Regions from separate parts of the Mus musculus genome. Here regions 1 and 3 are each linked to region 2. Evidence: chromatin contacts called from public HiChIP or PLAC-seq data. All regions are on one chromosome and are shown on one strand. Each heading gives the region's core, a stretch centred on a gene start, on an enhancer-like site or on the middle of the called end of the contact. The rest is flanking DNA. Distances are from core to core; before and after follow the strand shown.

Region 1 (2,825 bases), core at 196-2,695, 260 kb before region 2:
TCATTTTCCTTTTTATTTTTAATTTTTCAACATTTTTATTTAGTGTGTTGGAACAAGCAAGCTTCTGCCACATGCACATACGATTAGATGTCAACTCGTGGCAGCTGATTCTCTTCTTCCATTACATGGAACCTAGAGATTAAACTCAGAGGCCTAAGGCCTGGTGACAGGTGCCTTCTCAGGTAGTTTGGCTGGCCAGTACACCCCAGAGACTCTCGTCTCTGCCTCCCTGATGCTGAGAATACAGGTACTGTGCGTGTCCAGCTTTTTGTGAGGCTTTGGAGACTCAGCTCTGGTTCTCATGCTTGCAAAGCAAGCACTTTGGGTTTTTTGTTTGTTTGTTTGTTTGTTTGTTTGTTTTTTGAGACAGGGTTTCTCTGTGCAGCCCTGGCTGTCCTGGAACTCACTCTGTAGACCAGGCTGGCCTGGAACTCAGAAATCCGGCTGCCTCTGCCTCCCGAGTGCTGGGATTAAAGGCGTGTGCCACCACGCCCGGCTCAAAGCAAGCACTTTCTGACTAAATTATCTTCCCATCCCCTCGCTGATTTGTTACATGTCTTACAGCCTGTTTAGTTACTTCATACCTAGTCTTACATAGAGAGTCTACTTACTAGCCATTATTTATAGCAACAAGAAACCTTAAAACACTTAACAATTGTTACACAGTAAGTCTTCACAGTGGTTCTCAACCTAGGGCCACCCCCTTGGCAGCCCTCTGTTTCCTCAAATATTTACATTATGGTTTATAACAGAAGCAAAATTAGTTATGAAGTAGCAACACAATCTTATGGTTGGAGGTCATCACAACATGAACCAGTGCCAGTCACCCAGGCCAACACCCAGCCGCACCAGCCCAGCCCAAACCGTTGCCACTGGTCAAGTCCAGCCCAGAGCACGGACACTTGAGTCACTGGTGGTCAGCCGGGTGACCTTGGCTCCTGCGTGGGCCAGTGTTCCCGGGGCTTTGCAGCAGCACCGCCAGCCCTGCTCTGTGAACGCGGGCTCGTGCGCGCTCACTGCCCCGCCAGCCCACAGTGCCGGTCCGTGGGCTGTGTTCTCTTAGGGTGCGCTCGGGCCAGTCCTGCCTCCCCTAGTTTTCGCTTTCGCTTTTGCTTTTAATAGTTTCTCCGAAGAGAAACAAAGCGGCGGCCACGATGGTCGACTGCCACAACGGGTGATGGTGTCGGAGGTGAGGGGAGAGGAGAACGGCCGCCTGGACCCCGGGCCCACAAGAGAGGTAAGCGCAGCCCCGGCCGCTCGCGGGCTCCTCCTTGCGGTGCTGGTGCCAAGCTCTGGATCCACGCGGGTTACAGGGACGCCTGGCGTGGGGCCAGGAGAGCCTTAAGCGTGGCAGGGCTGGGGTCCGAGTGGCTCAGAACCACAAGACCAGGCAGGAGGATCTGGGAAGCCTGGAACTAGCGCGCTGAGGATATTGCAGTCCTGGGTCCAGTGATGGGTTGGCCACCTGAGTGAGCTTCTTTTTTAGCGTGTGCACACATCTTCCTCTGTCCCTCTCCTCCTCTCCTTTCTTCTGTCTGTCCCTCTCCCACACTCTCATCCCCCATTTCCTCTTCTCTCCCCATTTCTGTAAAAATCCTTCTGATCCCATGTTGCCTTTTGCAGCCCCCCTCCATATGCACTCTTTCATGGGAGTATGCATCTAATCTCTCTGAGATCTCAGCTCTCTCTTGTTCAGTTAGACTCATAGGGCCTTGACATTCAAGGGTGAAATGTGCATACTGGGTTGGTCTGAGGCCAGAGTGGTTATCTGTATTCACAGTAAATAAGTGTATCAAATTTTACTCTTCATACAAGTTGTTTCAGTTTTTATTGACCTTATAAGAGGCACCAGTTGGCTGTTAATGCTAATATTCCTGCTGGAAAATAGCAGTGAATCAAGTATTTGTCTAGTAGTGTAAAGTACAGAGATACCTGTTCCACTTGAAGACATCACCCACCATCAACCCCTAACTCTCCCTACAATACTGGCTGATCTTTACACAGTACAGTACTCTGAACTTTTCATGTTTTTGAGCTATGACATAGTAATACACTTTACAGTGCACCATTTTAGCCAGAGTGTCAATAATATCCACTGAGTACACGATAATCACACATTATCTGTGAGTAGAGATTTAATCATATCAACAGTATTAGGATAATGTAAACAAGGAGCACAGTGTAGAGCATGAGAGTAGTCAGAGATGTCACCCTTTCTTAATCTGTTCATTCCATGCTATAAGGATTCCATACTGGCCAAGAAAACGTCTTAACTAGCTCCAGTTCAACTTTTTTTTTTATGTATTCTGGTAGACATATTTACATATCCTAAACAAGTCTTGTAGATCCATTGAGCATAGGGTCACAGAATGGGGAAGCAAATCTTTGACTGATTGGATTCTCAGGGTGGTGTAGAGAGTTACTACTATAGTTACCACTCCTTTATTCCTATCATATTAATTTTGGATAATATGATTATTATGTGTAGCATTCTGGTTCAGAGCATAGGCAATCTGTCACAAGCTTTGGTACAGCTAAGTTACTGTCATTTAGGCAGCACCATAGCCATGTTTTTAAATAATGAACCACCTGTGTCTCTACACTAGCATATGTTTCTGAACTCTTAAGTTCATAAAACAGCCCATAATTTTAGAAGAAATATTTTTACATTCATTTCCATTCATATGGGATCTGTATTTTGATATCATTCAAAGGATAGAAGTAGTTTCTTTTCTCCCTTTCTTTCTTTCTTTCTCTTTCTTTCTTTCTTTCTTTCTTTCTTTCTTTCTTTCTTTCTTTCTTTCTTTCTTTCTTTCTTCCTTTCT
Region 2 (2,918 bases), core at 115-2,614:
GTAGAAGGGCTCTGCGGCATATATGAGCCTATTCTAGGGAGACATGTCATCTTTCAAGAAGGTTGAGTGTCCAAGTGTCCTTCTCTCCAGGCAAAACGACACGGGAGCAGGTCAGGGTTGCTCTGGGTAAAAGCCTGTGAGCCTAAGAGCTAATCCTGTACATGGCTCCTTTACCTACACACTGGGGATTTGACCTCTATCTCCACTCTCATTAATATGGGTGGCCTATTGCTCTTATTAAAAGGAAAGGGGGAGATGTTGGGAGCCGCCCCCACATTCGCCGTCACAAGATGGCGCTGACATCCTGTGTTCTAAGTGGTAAACAAATAATCTGCGCATGTGCCAAGGGTATTTTACCACTACTTGTACTCTGCCTTTCCCGTGACGTCAGCTCGGCCATGGGCTGCAGCCAATCAGGGAGTGATGCGTCCTAGGCGAAGGATAACTCCTCCTTAAAGGGGACGGGGTTTCCGCCATTCTCTCTCGCTGGCATCTCTCTGGCTCTGCGCGCCCTGCGCTCTCTCGCTGCCTAAAGATGTAAACAATAGAGCGCGCTCTGCGCTTTGGCGCGCCGGAGCTCTGGCTCCTAAAGATGTAAGAAGGGGGCTTTCGTTTTTGGGGCTTGGGGTTTTGCGCTCCTGCTCCTGAAGATGTAAGCAATAAAGTTTTGCCGCAGAAGATTCTGGTTTGTTGTGTTCTTTCCTGGCCGGTCGTGAGAACGCGAATAAGAAGCCAGAAGCTGGAGATAACCCAGATATCCTTCAACAGAGTAATGGATACAGAAAATGAGATACAATTATACAATTAAGCACTGCTCAACTTTAAAAACAATGACATTATGAAACACTTAGGCAAATGGATGGAACTAGAAATAATCATCTTGAGTGGGGTAACTTAAATTGTTTTCTAAGGATCACACATATACCTTGGTCTATATGTCTTCTGTTCTCAACACTAAATACAGGATAACAATTAAAATACCACAACATAGATGTTGCATTTCTGATGCGTTGTCCATGGGTTACATATAGGTATGTTGATTTAAGAGTGTGATTTGAGCTGCAATGAATTTATATTTTTTTTCTGAAAATTTCTGGCTCTGAGATTTAAAGTCTGAGGACAAAGGTAGACTGTGTGTTACAAGAATTAAAGGTTTCTATGAATTCCATAAATTTATTCTAACATTGTAGTATAAATATTGATGTTAAGCACCATGCCAACGAGGCCTTAAAAATAGCTCCTTGGGTACTTTCTCTAGCTCCTGTGGTCCTGGGACTGGGGCCTGGTCAAAAGGATGTGAATCTCCTACTATCCTCTGGTATGTATGAGATTTCAGGGCTTCCAACTGACTCAACCTTACCAAGTTTCCTGGCACAGTCCACTACCCCACAACTTCCCCTTTCTTTTTTATAAAGGAGGATTGTCATCAGATTAACTGTCTCCTATGATTGGCAGTTTCAAATTGAACCAAGACCTTGACAGAAGTGATTTTTGCAGTGCTACTCATCTGCTGATTTAGAAAATTGGATGAGGCAGGATTTCAAAAGAAGCAAGGCTCTGATGTCTAGTTTGGGGCAAAGGAGGGAAAGAAAAAAGGGTACCAAGGGGTTATAGTAACAAGAAGTAAGAGCCTTGGAAGCACAGGCTACCCAGAGGTTCTCCCAGAGCTCTTTGAGCATGTGTACATCTTGTTCTACCAGCCCAGATTTACTGACATAGAAGCAACATCCTTTCAGCAAAATGCAATTGCCTCCTTGTTCAGCAGTCAGTAAATTCGGGTCCCAACTGTTTTGGAGAATAACAAAGGATGTTATCTTATTCTGAAGGGCCTCAAGGCTGTCTGCAGTGGAGGCCATTGCGTGCTCAAGCTTGTCCTGGAAGTTGCTGGCTAGATGTTATTTATGGACAAGGGCTACTCTAGCAGTTCCTGTCACACCCAGCAAGGAAATGAGGCCCAGTTCAATGAGCAGATGGATGAAGATCTCTATCTTCTTAAGGCTTCCACCTATCTGGTTCAAGATTTTTCTGGTTCAAGGTTTATAGATATCTCTATAAATACTTGGAGAAGAAATATATACTTGAAGAAGAATTATCACAGAGATTGAGTATCCTTTCAAAAGCACTACAGGATCCTTTACATCAGAGGAGGGCAGTTAACACATACTGACTTCGTGATGGTCATGCCATGGGCATATATAAGATGGGATTTCAAGGACCATGCTACAAGGCAAAAAAGTGAGAGGGTAAGTAAAAAAGAATGAAACTAATCCAAGGTGGGGTCCATAAAATTGTGAACAGATAATGGCAGTATTCAAATCCAGGACATTGTGGTAAACTTTGTCTAAATTTATATGTAAGGAGCAGTGGTATGGTGTTAGTATGAGGACATCATTTATTCACCTTCTTCAGTATTCTGTATATTAACAAGGTCATTCATTAAGTTACTTTCTTCGTATTTCTTTTTTTTAATATTTTTTATTAGGTATTTTCCTCATTTACATTTCCAATGCTATCCCAAAAGTCCCCTATACCATCCCCCCCACTCCCCTACCCACCCACTCCCATATTTTGGCCCTGTCGTTCCGCTGTACTGGGGCATATAAAGTTTGCATGTCCAATGGGCCTCTCTTTCCAGTGATGGCCGACTAGGCCATCTTTTGATACATCTGCAGCTAGAACCAAGAGCTCCGGGGTACTGGTTAGTTCACAATGTTGTTCCACATCACCCAGCATCTTGATATTCAAATTCGATTTAAAAAATTTATAATGTACAGAAAAAGGATGATAAAACCCAAAATGTAATGAAGGCCAGACAATGCAAAATGCTGAGTTTCTCCCTCTCTCCATTGCCTGAACTAAGGGCTTCACATGGAACTGGGGGATACCATGGAACCATGGAACCAACACTTGCTCTGATG
Region 3 (2,858 bases), core at 126-2,625, 420 kb after region 2:
TTATTTACATTTCAAATGCTATTCCCCTTTGAAATTTCCCCTCTGTAAACCATCTCTATTCCATCCCCCCTTTCCCCTGCTTCTATAAGGGAACTCCTTCACCCATCCAGCAACACACCCACTCCTACCTCACTGTCCTAGTCTTCCCCTACTTTGGAGCATTGAGTCTCCACAGAACCAAGGGCCTCTCCTCCCATTGATGCCAAAAAAATCAATCTTCTGCTGTATATGCACCTGCAGCCATGAATCCCTCCATGTGTAATCTTTGGTTGGTAGTTTAGTCTCTGGGAGCTCTGGGGAGTATGGTTGATTGATAATGTTCTTCTTCCTATGCAGTTGCAAGTGTTTCTGCTTCATTAGTCCTTCCTCTGTCTCCACCATTGTGGTCCCCATTCTCAGTCCAGTGGTTGGCTGTGAGCATCAACATCTCACAGAGCCTTCCAGGATTCTGGCAGCAAGCACATCTTGTCATCAGCAATAGAGTCTGAGTTTGGTGTCTACAGATAGGATGGATCAATGGGGGGTGTGGGTTGGGCAGTCTCTGGATGGAATTTGCTTCAGGCTCTGCTCTATGCTTTCACCTGCATTTCCATTTTCTTTAGGCATGAAAATTTCTGTTTGATGTATTGGATTAAATTCATAATTATAGGAACTGATAAGATGTAGCAAAATGAAGGAGTAGACTAATTAAAATTACCATATTTGGCTGTTTAAGTGTGATTTTTCATAAGTAAACACTTGCTTAATAACTTAAATATTACTACAGGTCAAGAAAAGCATTTGATGCCCACAATAGAAAAGCACATTTGTGAATAAGTAAAATATATTTTCTCCAAATAATTTTTGAAGATTAACTGATAGTATTAAATTTAATAGCAATTATAATAATAACCAAGAGCAAATAACTAATATGTGAAGATGTGTGGATGATAGTTTGCTTCAACTATGCACTTGGAAGATTCTCTTAGACTGCTTCAAAACAACTACTCAAATTGAAGTTTCACATAACTGAATCTGGCCACTTGTTTGATGATCTGTAGCTTCTACAGGCAGAAATATTGTCCTGTGCAGCTATGAAGTAATGTTTGGATATCATTTAGATATCAGATGCCACATTGGCATCCCTGTTAGCTCTTGCTGCCACACATTATATTGATCTGTGAAAATGATCACTGTGAGGTTGATCAGAAAAATGGGATCTGAGTTCTGGCACCTGGAACCCATGTCAACAGGTCATGTACTGGGTTTGAGAAATGGCACAGTAGTTAAGAGTAAACACTGTTCTTCCAGAAGATCTGGATTTAGTTCTAAACAACCACATCAGATGGTGTACAACCAAATGCCTGTGACTCCAAATTTGAAGGATACACTGCCATCTTCTGGTATCCAAGAGTACCTGCACAAATGTTTCATTCAATTACCCAGAAAACTACACAAATACACAAAAATGAAAAGTAAAACAAACAAAAACATATTTAAAAAACTTCTGAGTTCCCCAATAATAACATAAAAGCCAAATGCCCCAGAATCTGTCTGCTGTCTTAGACTCAGAAACAGAGGAGCATTATGGTTCCTGAAGCTTTCTCCTCAGGAGAAACTGATCAAATTCAAAAATTGATCTCTAGTCAAATTGATGAGCTACAAGCTTAGTGAGAAAATATTACTTAAAATATATAGGGGAGAGCAATAAAAGTGATATCTCACATCTACCACTTGTTACCACATATACATACAAAACTTGCATACCCAAAAAATTAAAATAAAAAATGGACTGTCTCATTCTATAATACATGTCTACTCGCTCCCTTAAAATTTGTCATAATGTCTTTAAATTTAATCCAGTTTCTGCCTGTCTCTAGTTCCATAATAATGGCCATATATTTTATAGTGTAATAATTTTAGAATTCCATTTTTATGACTTGCTTTATTACAGATATTTGTTGCCGTGGAGAAAAAAAAGCTTCCAATTCTAGTGAACTAACATAGTTCCCTTTTACTCTCCACGGTTTTTTAGGTTTACTGGTTTCCAGTCACTAATTGTTGCACTGCATTTCTCATGTAGTTACAATATGCTATAAACTTAGGTATGGATTCTATAAAGTCTTTCTGTGCTGTGCATGTAAGATTTCCCATTTATATTGCTCTCCACTGGTTCTCGCTGTTGCCTAGGAGCTCAATTTCATTTTCTATTGCATTGAGTCTGTTTTCTTAGAGGAAACATTCCACACATTCACAAGGACAAGGTAGAAGCCAGAATTCTTATGACCTTGTAGATGATTCCTAAGAATGTTACTTCTGCTATGTTGGGTAAGCAACTCATTAAGCTAGTTGGTAGACAAATGGTAAGAACATGGGCATCTCAGAATAGAAAAATATGAATAATTTTAAAAACTTAAGATAAATGAAAATACAGGAAAAACATCAGTGCCCAGAAGTCCATGAGGGTGACTTGAGCTGAAACTCCTAGAGGTGGGGGATATGGGGCCTGAAGTGGCCACATCCTATAGGCAGGCAGGAGGATTGCCAGTGAAAGGATAAGGACACCAACCCAGCCAAATTTGACACAAAATTTGTTCAGCTTACAAGAAAAGCAGGGACAAATTTGGAATAGAGACTGAGGGAATAGCCAACCAGTGACTGGCACAACTTGAGAGTCATCACATGCACAAGAACTAATTCCTGAAACTATTAATGATACTTTTTATGATTGCAGACAGGAACCTATCAAAACTCTTCTCTGAGAGACTACACCCACCAGCTAATTGAAACAGATGCAGAGACCCACAGGCAATCATTGTATAGACATTGGGTATTTTTGTGGAAGAGTTGAGGTAAATATTGAGGAGAGCCACAAGAAG

The links. HiChIP or PLAC-seq counts read pairs in DNA pulled down with a chosen protein or histone mark.
Region 1: an H3K27ac HiChIP or PLAC-seq map of large pre-B cells shows a contact between it and region 2, with 3 times the contacts expected there. The contact joins two enhancer-like sites. A contact is called at or near these places in 1 of 15 datasets of contacts at CTCF or cohesin (pro-B cells) and 2 of 115 datasets of contacts at active chromatin or transcription factors (acute myeloid leukemia and large pre-B cells).
Region 3: a contact with region 2 is called in a RAD21 HiChIP or PLAC-seq map of pro-B cells, with 4 times the contacts expected there. The contact joins two enhancer-like sites. A contact is called at or near these places in 2 of 15 datasets of contacts at CTCF or cohesin (large pre-B cells and pro-B cells).

The regions. Positions count from the first base shown.
Region 1 is chr12:114,377,891-114,380,715 of GRCm38.p6, forward strand. It overlaps Igh. Among named protein-coding and RNA genes, the nearest start is that of Mir7094-1, 90 kb to the right of the region's middle. Within about 2 kb of position 1,446, at least 99 of the 459 cell types and tissues checked have an H3K27ac peak or open chromatin away from gene starts, as enhancers often do. A contact at or near this core is called in pro-B cells, where this site is marked.
Region 2 is chr12:114,639,932-114,642,849 of GRCm38.p6, forward strand. It overlaps Igh. Among named protein-coding and RNA genes, the nearest start is that of Gm40899, 120 kb to the right of the region's middle. Within about 2 kb of position 1,365, at least 16 of the 459 cell types and tissues checked have an H3K27ac peak or open chromatin away from gene starts, as enhancers often do. A contact at or near this core is called in pro-B cells, where this site is marked.
Region 3 is chr12:115,058,791-115,061,648 of GRCm38.p6, forward strand. It overlaps Igh. Among named protein-coding and RNA genes, the nearest start is that of Gm30948, 200 kb to the right of the region's middle. Within about 2 kb of position 1,376, at least 1 of the 459 cell types and tissues checked has an H3K27ac peak or open chromatin away from gene starts, as enhancers often do. A contact at or near this core is called in pro-B cells, where this site is marked.